2 separate regions of the Anser cygnoides genome follow, and region 2 is linked to region 1. A link is a contact called in public Hi-C data. All regions are on one chromosome and are shown on one strand. The core of a region is the stretch at or near the end of the contact, and the rest is flanking DNA. Distances in the headings are between cores, read along the strand shown.

Region 1 (5,663 bases), core at 1,865-4,364:
GCTAATTTCTTACGTTGTTCTGCATATTTATGCATACACCAACCTTTTGATATTCAGTACAACATCTACTCAAGTACTAAAGCAACTCCAGTAATATGGAGCTTGTACTTGTTGTTCACATTAAATAACAAATATTTTAAGAATCTACTAAGACTCTGAAGAGAGGTGGAAACAGAAATAAGGAGGTCCTCGAGGGAATTTTAGGAATGATTACTCTCAAAATGAAAATTCCGACTTCAATTATAGTTCGCTTGAGGTTATATAACACACAATCTCAGTTTTGAAGAAGCTGGTAATTATTTTTGGACAGCTAATTATCATTAAATTAATTGACTATGAGTCAATTTTTTTTCAAGGTGAACTTAGCAAGAGATCTAAGAAGCTGTATGAGCCCAGGGCTTCTTGCAAAGCGGCAGGCTCTCTCCCCTGAGCCCTGTTGCACTGCATCTGCATCTGCCCCAGCTGTATTCTGCAGCAGGCTGAGAAGTCACAGTTTCGCCATGAGTGCCTGTGATTTTCTGTGGGAGAAATGGCATTTGTTACATTACGCAGTTTCTTTATGAACTGCTGGGAGAAGAAATGTTTCTGTACATTTCTCCCCTCACTCCTTAAGTACAGCTTCCATTTGTGTTTTGAACCTCATCTTTGATATGAATTTAATATTCTGCTTCTGTGTGTTGCAGATTCAAGATGGCAGCTGGCGTAAGACACAGTTCTTCTTTCACACTCAGGACACTAATCAGCTTCCAGTTGTTCAAGTTAACACACTTCCTCATCTCAAACCAGGGCAGCAGCACTTCATAGAAAGTGGTTCAGTGTGCTTCCTTTAAAGGTTCTGTCCTGGTTCTTTCTGCATCAGCACGGAATTGCTGCACAGATTGAGTGCAAGAGTAATGACCTGTTATAGGCAGAATTGCTATGAAACTGAAGATTCATTTTGAACAGTGTTGGTTAAAGAACTTCGGGAAGAAAAGACTTCCTCCTAAGGAGAAATGGCATTTCAAATAAATAAAAGAAAGAAAGAGAAGACTACAAGAATTTTCCTAAAGTATTTAAATCTCTTTTTAATACTGGTTGGTGCTTTCTTGCATAATTTCCTGAAATTGAATATCTGAGCATGGAATTTTTCAGGACTTCTAGTGTTCTTGGCAATCTGTTTAACAGCACTGCAAAAAACCACCCCAAGGAAAGCTGGAGACATACAATACTAAGGAGCAATACTGGCTAATGCTCCTAAATGTGCAATAGCTTATATATGAGAAGTGAATTATGCCACAGTACAATACATCCTCTTTTCTTAAACATTAAGTTTTATTATAGTCCTTTGTGGACACATTCATCTTAACAGATGGCACACTACCTCTTATGTGTTTCCTGTCCGTGTTGCCTTGGTGCTCTTCATAACACAAGGTGCTGGTGGCCGTAACAGAGATTATTTGAGTCCCTTTCTATCTTTCAGACTGTATGTGCTGGTTACATCAGGATATGTTTCTGTTGTCAAGGTACTTATTTTAAATCGTTGGTCACATACTTCACTACAATTAAAACATTATTTATGTGGATTTCTTGTTTAAAATATTTTTATGTACTGTTGCAGAAATGGTATATAAGACAGCACGTTGTATATGATGCATATAGTCAGAACAGTTAGCTTTACAGCCATTGTAAAAGTTGTTGTTAGAAGAGCTACCTACAGTAGTTTTGAGTTTTAGATTCGGAATGCCAAAGGCATCTTAAGATGATGATATATTGTGTATATATTTTGTAACTTGTTAAACAAATTACTACAGCATGTCTTCTGAAAGACTGCTGTTAAATTATAATCAACATTTCATCAATTTAGAAATTTCATTTTTTTGCAATATTATTAGATCATTTGTTTCCTTAAATTAAGCCTAAAATGTTCAACCATCTTTATTAAAAACAAACAAAAAACAATTTTACTATTAGGAAAAGCACTCTTTTATAACTCTTTTATAACGATGTATCTATTTCAATCCAAAGTCTACTGAGGAAGATGGCAGATAAGTGGGAAATGATACCAAACCATACTGCAAAGCAGGGAAGTGTTCAAACAACTGGTTTAATTGTCTTGATCCACAGGAAAGCATACTTAAGCTATAATAAAATAAGCTTCCAAACTGTCCGTTTGTCTTTTACTATCTTGTTTTGATACTGTATAGTTCATTCTCAGCAATGATGGAAATCCTCTAGAAGGGTACTTTTTAGGTGCTAGTGCTTTGTTTTCCAAGGGGAAATGCCGTGGAATATTGCACAAGTATTTACTTTTTACAAGGTAAAGTACATGTACATCCTATGTTTTTGATTAAAGCATTGTTTTTGTTCCCTGTGAGAAAATCTGATCAAAAACTATGTAAGATCACTGAATGACAATAAAGGTTATAGAAAATTCCTTCCTGTTGCTTTTGCATTTTCAAGATTGCTAGTTTTGCCAGCATCACTTGGCGTTTGCTCTTAGTTTGTCTTTGGAGCTGATGTGATATATATATATATGTACAGTAAGAATGTTAGAAAATGTTCTGCTTCATGTGTATTTTTTAATCTTATTGCCTTACTTTTGGAAATTATTTATAGCCTGTATTTGTTTTCTCTTAGTTTCTATCAGAAATCGTCTATTTTAAAAACACATATCTTAAAGCATTATTAGTCTGCTCAGATGTAAATATCTTCATTTCTGTGATTGAGTCAAAAATGCAAATCCCATGCCAACTGCACGAAGACTTTGTGCACCGGGCCACTACCAGCCAGTAATGTACTGTGGTGCTTGAGGTGGGAGGCTGCCAGAAACGGTCGGTTGAAAGCAGCGTACTATTACATTGTGCAGCATGAGTTTCGGGAAGCCGCTTGCCTGCAGCCACCTGAGCTCTTCAAAGCACTCCCAGGAGCTCTGGCCCAACTCTGTCCCACGGTGTTGTGAAGGTACCTTCCCTCAGCTGTTAATTGCTGATGGTTGGAGGCAATCGTCTCCTTTGTTACCCCGAATTTTAGAGCAAGCCCTGAGCTAGACCACAGCTGTGTGTCAGAGCCCTGCTGTCCCTGCTGAGGCGGGGAGGATTTCCACGCGGGAGGGCCGCAGAGGCCGCCGCGAGCCGCCAGGCGGCGCCGCCGGCCGGGGGAAGGCCTCGGCCGGGCTCGCCCCGTCGGGCCCCGCGTGCGGAGGCGGCGCCGCGCAGCCATGGCGGGGCAGGGCGGCCCCGGGAGCCCCGGGCGGGCGGCCGGGGGGCGGAAGATGTCCCTGCAGAGGTAGGGGCGCGGGGACGGGGCGGCCTCGCAGCCCCCGGGCTGCGCCCTCGCTTCCCCTCGCGGCCGCGGCCCGGCCCGGGGGGCGCCTCCCGGGGGCTCCGGGGCCGCCGCGGGGAGGCTGCGGCCCGCGTCCTGCGGCGGCCTCTCCCCACCGCGAGGCCGCTGCTCCGGGCCGGGCCTGCCCGGCGGGGTCCGAGCCCTTCGGCGCCGCCCTGCCCCGGGCATCCTCGCTCCTGCCGCCGCGCCTGGGAGGGAGGAGCGGCGGTGCGGCGCCATGCGGCCGGCCTGGCTGCCCGACAGGGTGCGGGGCGGCTGGGCAGCGGGCAGGGGCTGGGAGGGAGCGAGGGAGGGAGGCAGCCCCAGGAGGCTCCCGGGTTTGGTCTCTGCCAGCGGAGGTGTTCAGGTCATAGTGTGAATCCCAGACACTGATGCACCCAGTTTTAGACAGATGAAAAGTAGTAATGCACATTATGAGTAATATAAATGCAGAAAGGCACTGATAGAGCAGCCTGCGAAGCATAAAGTGATGCAGCCTTGCTGTGCTTCCAGCCCTGCATTAGCTTGGTGTTCCTCAAAGCGTCTCTGCGGTGCATTTTAATATCGGTAGGACCCTGGTACGTGTTTGGAGATATTCACCGTAGCTCATGTTGCTGTGTCCACTAGCTTATCAAATCCAAGCTATCTGTGCTTTCCCTCTCTCCTTTCAAGGTTCAGGTAACGTTATCCAAACGTGACAGCTGATGGCACCGTGCCTGCCTGTTGGGTGGTGCCCTCCCAAGCCACTGCCAGCTGGGCACAAAGCTGCCACTTTCCTAAGAGGTGTTTTCTGCTTCTTTCAGATGTGAAACGTGTAGTGAAGAGGAAGCTAAGTACAGATGTCCGCGATGCATGAAATATTCGTGCAGGTATCTGTTATCTAAATTGAGCTGTTATGTTTCTTGTGCTGAGCGTGGCGTATTAATGGTTCTTTTTTGTGTCGTTTCAGTCTATCGTGTGTAAAGAAGCATAAGCTTGCACTGAGCTGTAATGGAGTCAGGGATAAAACATCATTTATCTCTGTAAATGAATTTACCGATTTGAACCTTCTGAGCGGTAAGAATATTCCATGTGCTTTTTAAAATTCACCATTTGTAGTAGGTTAGCACTACGTTTTTTTTCTATTCTGTTTTTTGCTTTCAGATTATCGTTTCCTGGAAGATGTAGGAAGGACAGCTGATGCTGCGGCTCGAGATCTTTCTGTGCATAGGCCAACAACAAATAAATTTGTAAGTTTTAAATTAGCAACTTGGTCTGTTGGAAATAGGGTTGACTACCTTTACATTCCCACTGAGACAGTCCCAGTGTAGATTTCAGAGCTGATACCTTTACTGTGAAGCTATGGATGACCCTGGATTTTAGAGCCAGAAATCGAGAAAGGTCTCCAGGTTTATGTAATAGCAGTACCGATGGCTACATCCAGTTGCTTAGAAGAATAAATTGCTAACAGTCTGTGCATTCTTAAAATACTTGATGCGTGGCTGTTCTCTTGGGTTGAGAATGAGAGATGTGTATTAAGAGAGCCTGATTGCTCCTTTCTACCTCTACAACTTTTCTGAATTTTTACATACAATATTCCATGTAAACAACATGGGGTTTTTTTTGGCATTTTTTTGCCTAAAAAGTTTTACATGCTTCCCCATTTACCAAACCAAGATAACTAGAGTTCTGCAAAGAATAAATCTAAGCAACTGTGAAGTAAAAGCTAACGTGCTAAATATGAGAGGCGATTTTTCTTGAAACTCCTCCAGTTCCACTAGAGCATCAATGAGATCATGGAATTAGATGTCATTTCCTAAAAGCCCTATGACAGAACAGGGAAGACCAAGATCAAGAAGTATAAAAACCAAAATGCACTCCAAAATACGTTGTCTCATTTGTGTGTCAGAAAAAGGCATAAGGGCACTGTTTTCCAGTCCTGTGAAGATACTTTTTAATATAGCATTCAACTCCTCAGTTGGAGAGAATTCATGTTGTTTTTTTTACTGCCAAGTAAATTTAAAGTCTTCCTCTGTCTTTTAAGCTGCTGTCATACTCTGTATTATAACCATGTCTTGAAAACGTGCATTGAAGATGGTGAGATGCTCCAGAGGCAGCAGTTTTTAGGCATGTTTGCAGGATGATATCCTTCACGCTACCTTCAGATAGGATTTTATTAGAGTGGCTGAGGTGTTGCTTGTGCATCCCATCCACTAGCAGGGTTGTAGCTCAAAACCCAGCTCTGTAGGTGGTTTTACACCCACAGTAGTTGTTTGTGACTTTCACGGTATGTTAAAGAGCTTTAACTGGAAAAGAAAAGAGTTCATTGGCATGTTGTTCTTAACTGTGGAAAACTTCAGCTGAAAATGTTTCAGGTAGTGTCC
Region 2 (5,663 bases), core at 2,231-4,730, 140 kb after region 1:
TATCTGCCCTTGGGGTAGTTTTCCTTGGAACAATGACCATCTTATTTTTTTAATTGCATGAATATTTACTGTGGTATTCAGTTAAAACAAATACAGTTTTTGTAGCAAATTCCACAACATGTTTACCCAGTGAGTCATACTTTTTTTTCACCACAGTAAAGTGAAGCATTCCCCATTGTATTCACATGCTTCTTGGTAAACCATCTGTAAACTAAGGATGGAGAAATTCCCAAACAGAGGCAGCAGTGGGAACTCTCCGGAGACTGACAAATAGTCTGAACATGTTATCGACTTCCTAGGCACCTCCTCCACCTTTCCTGAACCACTTGTGGCGTGTTTCTGAGGTACAGTCAGAAGCGAGCGGCGGGAGGGGGGTTAGTAATGCGTTCTGTAGCACAGCAAATAGCATTAACCGAGCGCGCACTTTGGTATGCTTTGGAAACCCACGTGATTTTTCACACGATCATAAGGTTGGAAACACAAGTACATATATCTATAGGTTCTCCACAGGGCATCTCTCACCCCACATCAGTGGCTAACGTGGAGTAAACATCCTGGCAGCCACCAGGATGCATCTCATGTCTGGGTGCACCGTACGTTGTGACGACACGAGGCACCGTGAGGGAGAGAACAATGACGAGCAAATAAAATGTATTTGGAAAGATATGTCCCAAAGGAGGTCCTTCACCAGCCAAACAGCAGCTGTTTTTGTGGCTGTCCCAAAGGATTCTCCTGATGTTTCTCCTTTGTCTCCTCCCTTTCCATGAGCTACTATTTCAGCCTGACCCACATGATCAGGCTCTAGAGATGTAAATGTTGCAGTGGGAAATCTCCGTTCTCTCCTTCCCTCAGTGCTTTTTATGTATCTGGTACAGCATCTTGCATTTTAAAATGAATTGATACTAAACAAAGATTTTGTGCCAAAAAATAACCCCGCAGTATTTAACTATAACTTCTAGAGCCAAGCTTTATGCTTAAAAACATCTGTATCTGTGGGAGCTGTTGTACAAAGCCTGAACAGAACCCCCTGGCCTGTCTGTACTCCCCTGGCCTGGCCGCACCTTGCCCCATCTATCTGCTTCAGTCCCTCTCCATCATCTCAGTGGGGAGCTGGAGCATCCAGCTGGCCTGTGCCAGTTAGGCTGTGGGATTTCCATTCAATTCACACCTCAAACTTCTTGTTGCGTTTTTCCCCTCTCTTCCTCAGACTACAGCTTCTAGTTTATGGTACAATAAGCACTTTTTTAACTCCAAGTGGATTTTCCTTCTGTTGCCTCAGTTCTCCTACTTCAGTCTTTTTCTGCACTCCCGTCTCCTTGCTGTTCGCTTCATAGTGAATTAATTCTTAATTCTCTCCTTCCTCAAGTAGCTGCCAGGTAGGAGGAGAAACTGAGGTGTCCATTTTAACTCTGAGGGACTGAGCTGGAAGGATAACTGTCAGCAGGGGCTGTACATCTAGAGAGTGACAAGGGAGATGACTCCTCTTCAGGATTGCTCCAGAAAAGAGAAAAATGTGGTGGACATTGTTGATACCTTGTGTCCCTGAAAGCAACAGAATAGGTGATAATAGCTTTCCCAAGGAAGGGAGAGGGGAGGGTGGATCTCAGAGCTGAGCAACACCTCATTTCCCAGAGAGGTTGTTGGTCTTTCACCTATTGCCATTTAGGTTTCCTTGCCTTCAAGGCTGTATTTTGGCATACAGAAAGAGTGGAGGAGTGGCTGAGGGATTTGAATTCCCTCAGGTGGTTATTTCAAACTGTACTCAACCTAACTTCAGGTGCAGAATTTGGGTGCTCTAAATCACATGTGCTTTGTTTCCATTTGACATAGGTTGTCACAGGTGTGATTGCCTCCTAATATAGATGCTCTAAATCAAATCTTCGATGCCAAAAGTTACCTAAACTGGTTAATGGGATTGCCATCACCTCTCTGCTTTTAGCATTATGCTTTGTTATCACATTAAAAAGCAACAACGTTAAAAGCATTTCACTTTGCATTTACAGTATGGTACTAAGAACTAGAGTCATGCCAAATGCTGCTACTTCTTGCTGCTTGCTACTTTTTCTGCTGCCCAAACAAAGAATTCAATTGCGAGGACATTTCTGCTGTAACACATATACATCTAACGGGCGTCCTGTGCATCTTGTCACTAGAACATTTCTCAGATGTCTGATGTGAATCATCATCCTTGATTAATATAAATAATAAGATGAAATCCCAAACCAAAAAAGGAGATGAGACACTGAACTGCCCACATAAAGCATTTGATAACAACTGTCAGGCTGTATGACAGAGAAGGTCAGTGCAGAAGATCTTGTGGTTAATAGCTCAGCAACGGGGTTTGAATTACTCATCAGTATTTTTTTTTCTATGACCAAGCTTAGATCAAATGAAGGAGCTGCAATGTGCATTGAAGATCTTTCACGGTTATTATCTTTACTGTGAGTTTAGAAAGATCTGTGTTATGTGGGTTTCTCTCTTTAACAATGTGAACACAGTATCTCTCTCTGCAATGAAAATGTGAATGCATACTGTACTTCTAAGATAATCTTGAATTCTTCCATTTCTGCATTTTTGTCATTTCCATGCTAATATAATCCTTTTTGGTCTTAAATAGATGCCACTGTATGAAGCTGTTCTCTGACTTTTTGGGTGTTTTCCATGTAATAGGTACAGAGGTCATAGGCAGCACCATGTCCAGTTTTAAAAATAAATATTCAGTGAAATGCAGAACAGGAATCTGCTTTTTCTGTTTGATCACAGCAAATTGGGGATGAAATATGGAAAAAAAATCAGCTTTTGATTTCACTCATCTTCTTAAACATTATATCAATGAAGTCAGAGCCAAATTGCTTTGATAGAAAATACTGGCATTCATGTAGAATCATTTTGGGAAAATAATTTACTATTTAAGATTCTCTATTTTTGTTTTTATCAGTAAGGAAGCTGAAAAGATAAGACTGCTTAAAGAATGGTATTTGTTAAGTGATTGTGAACAAAGTATCATTGGACCTCGTGTATTTTCAGAAAAGTTTTAACTGGACGTATGATGTAACTTGTTTAGAGTTGCATGTGAATCGTGTTAGTCACTGTTTTACATTGTATTGTTCTGCAGTGCACAAATATGACTACTGAACACAGAAGTGTTACATTTCATCAAACTGAAAATCTTGTTGCAGTATATAGTTTCCCACTTTTTGTGCCAAAAACATCAGTACATTCCATAATCTATTCTAATAGAGGTTTGCACTTTGATTTTTTTCTTTCTTTTTGTGATCCTTGCAGTTTCATTACTATATATCCCCATCACAATGGAATAAAGTGTCAATTGTACTGTGAACTATGTAGTTTTTGCCTCTTATTTTGAAACAGCAAGCACATGCATTTAATTTCATACTGTTCCATGCCATCTTTTTATTTGGAAGCTTGCTACATACCTAGAAATAAAGCCAGTAATAGACACAAGTACTAAACCTTTAAGCCTGTTAGAAGAAATCGTGACTCTTTAAAAACAAATCATGATTTCAGACTTACCTTTAAGAATAACGTAGATAGAGGAGGTACTGGCTAAGTGTGCTAGATGCAATGATTGCGATTGATGTTATTCTCCAAGATAACTAAATAGATGTTATTGTAGTACAGTATTTTTCTGTAGTGTGTGTATTTACTGCAAGTTACAACAAATGAAACGACTAAGGTATAGTGGCATGATCATTGTTTTAATTCTTTATGTAGCTCTTATATCTTTTCCTCCTGCAAGATGTCAAGAGAGTTGACAGCGTTTCAGGCGTTGCTTTGTGGTAATATGACAGATGGCTGCGTGTTTTATATCTAAATACCACTGGCTGCATGCTGTAGATGATGCAGGTGGGGTTAATCTCTGCTTGTACTCTTGTGCTCTAATATGACTAGACTGATACCAGGAGTAATGATATTAGGAGACGCGCAGCTACACCCACCTCCACGGGGCCTAGGGTAAGTGCTCGTAGGCCTTCAGTGCCACCGTGTGGCAGTCAAAGTTTTAATTGTTCAGGGCTTCAGTATTGTTGCTTCAACTCTTTATTTAGGAAACCCAACATAAAATAACAGTACTGGAGCGAAAGAATTACATCAATTCCACACCGTACAGTTTGGCTAGTAATAGGACTTTAAACAGACTATAATCTAATAGAGCCTCCTGCTGGAGAAGCAAGGATGAGGAAATATTTTGTTTACGGCTGATGTAAGTATAGCCTTTGTACTAATTTACAGGAGTTAAAAGTAAGATTTTTATAATACGGTATTTAAATTGGTGCTACCTCTACTGTGGTAGCTTGGCGCAATTACTTAATATAGTAAACTGCATCATTTATACGCATCTTTGTGTACGCATGTCTACAGGAGAGAGTTGGTACTAATTTACTTGATTTTTTTTCTAAATGGCAAACTTCTTTGACTCAGAAATTTATTCTATATCAACACGACATATATACATAATCATATAAACCAATGTGGTGTCCAAAATCTTCTCACCTCCCTCTAAAAAAAAGTTGTAACTCACTCCTCATTGAGGCTCGCTTCTCAATATTGAACTGATGCTAACCTCCTGAAATAAATTTCATACTGAGAGTAGTCTTCTTCCAGCTGCCTGGACCATTAATTCTTTTTTTCTTTTTTTTTGGCAGTAAATCTGCTAAAATCTATTCTATTCTGGTATTCTCTAACCACATGCCCTCCTCCCTGATTGCTTAAGTTAATTCCTTTTAGTTTGCCTCATGCTGGCCTACATGGCTGAGGAATCCAGAAGCCCAGCTCTCCAGACGTCACGTGGCTTTGAACTGCACCTCTCGCTGAGCAAGGTTATTAATAAATACCCTAGGTCCAGAATGCACGATAGCTATTTTTATCAAAGCGTTGTAGAGAGCCAGCGAAGCCTACAGCAGCGTTCGTTCGCCTTGGAGAGAAGGAGCCAGAGGGCGTTTGGTTTAACGGGCGAGGACGGACTCAGGGGCCGGGGGGCACCGGCCTCCGCCTCGGCCGTGCCACAGCCGCCTCGCTGGGAGCTCCGCGCAGCCTGAAACCTTCCGGAGCCGTTCTGGGGACTGTGACGTTAACGCCCGGCTCGGCAGGGATCAGCTCTGGGCCAGGTAAGAAGGGTGAGTATCCCCTGGGCGTGCGTCAGTGTTCTGAGCGGAACCAGCGTGCTTTTTGGGGAGCCGGATCGGCCGGCAGCGCGAGGCAGACACCGGCACCGTTACGCCTCGGGTAGCGAGGCAGCGGCAAGGCAGAGCGGGCGGGGACGAGCTCGGCCCCGACCCCCTGCGGCGGCCCGGCGCGCGGCCGCCATCTTGTGAGGGCGGGGGGTGAGCGCGGCCCCGCCTCCCCGCCCCCTGCCCGGCCGCCCTCCGCCGCGGGGCGGTGCCACCGCGCATGCCCGGCGGGGCGGGCGGGGCCCGGGCCGGAAGCGGTGCCGGGGGCGGCTTTCCGCGGCGGCGGCTTCCGCGATGGAGGCCGCGGGGTCGGGCCCGGCCTCGGCGGCGGCGGGGCGGCCGCTGACGGAGGACGAGATGGCCGACGTGAAGAAAGAGGTGAGCGCCGCCGCGGGGCTGGGCGGGACGGGGCCGGGCGGCGCGGCCCGGCCCGGCCCGGCCCGGGCAGGGCCGAGCCGCTGAGGGCAGGGTGAG

The links. Hi-C and Micro-C count contacts between places; a contact is called where the count stands out from the background.
Region 2: a Hi-C map of liver shows a contact between it and region 1, with 3 times the contacts expected there. The contact joins the promoter of BCL10 here to the promoter of ZNHIT6 in region 1. A contact is called at or near these places in 4 of 7 Hi-C or Micro-C datasets (fetal liver, granulosa cells and liver).

The regions. Positions count from the first base shown.
Region 1 is chr8:18,484,977-18,490,639 of Taihu_goose_T2T_genome, forward strand. It overlaps ZNHIT6 (zinc finger HIT-type containing 6), which reads left to right and starts at 3,115. Exons shown (of 10, transcript XM_067001236.1): 1 at 3,115-3,264; 2 at 4,104-4,169; 3 at 4,250-4,356; 4 at 4,444-4,529. The coding sequence starts at 3,197. It overlaps COL24A1 (collagen type XXIV alpha 1 chain), which reads left to right. Exons shown (of 60, transcript XM_048059107.2): 60 at 684-2,413. The coding sequence ends at 830.
Region 2 is chr8:18,620,144-18,625,806 of Taihu_goose_T2T_genome, forward strand. It overlaps BCL10 (BCL10 immune signaling adaptor), which reads left to right and starts at 3,481. Exons shown (of 3, transcript XM_013178014.3): 1 at 3,481-5,126. It overlaps DDAH1 (dimethylarginine dimethylaminohydrolase 1), which reads left to right. Exons shown (of 6, transcript XM_048059284.2): 6 at 1-3,340.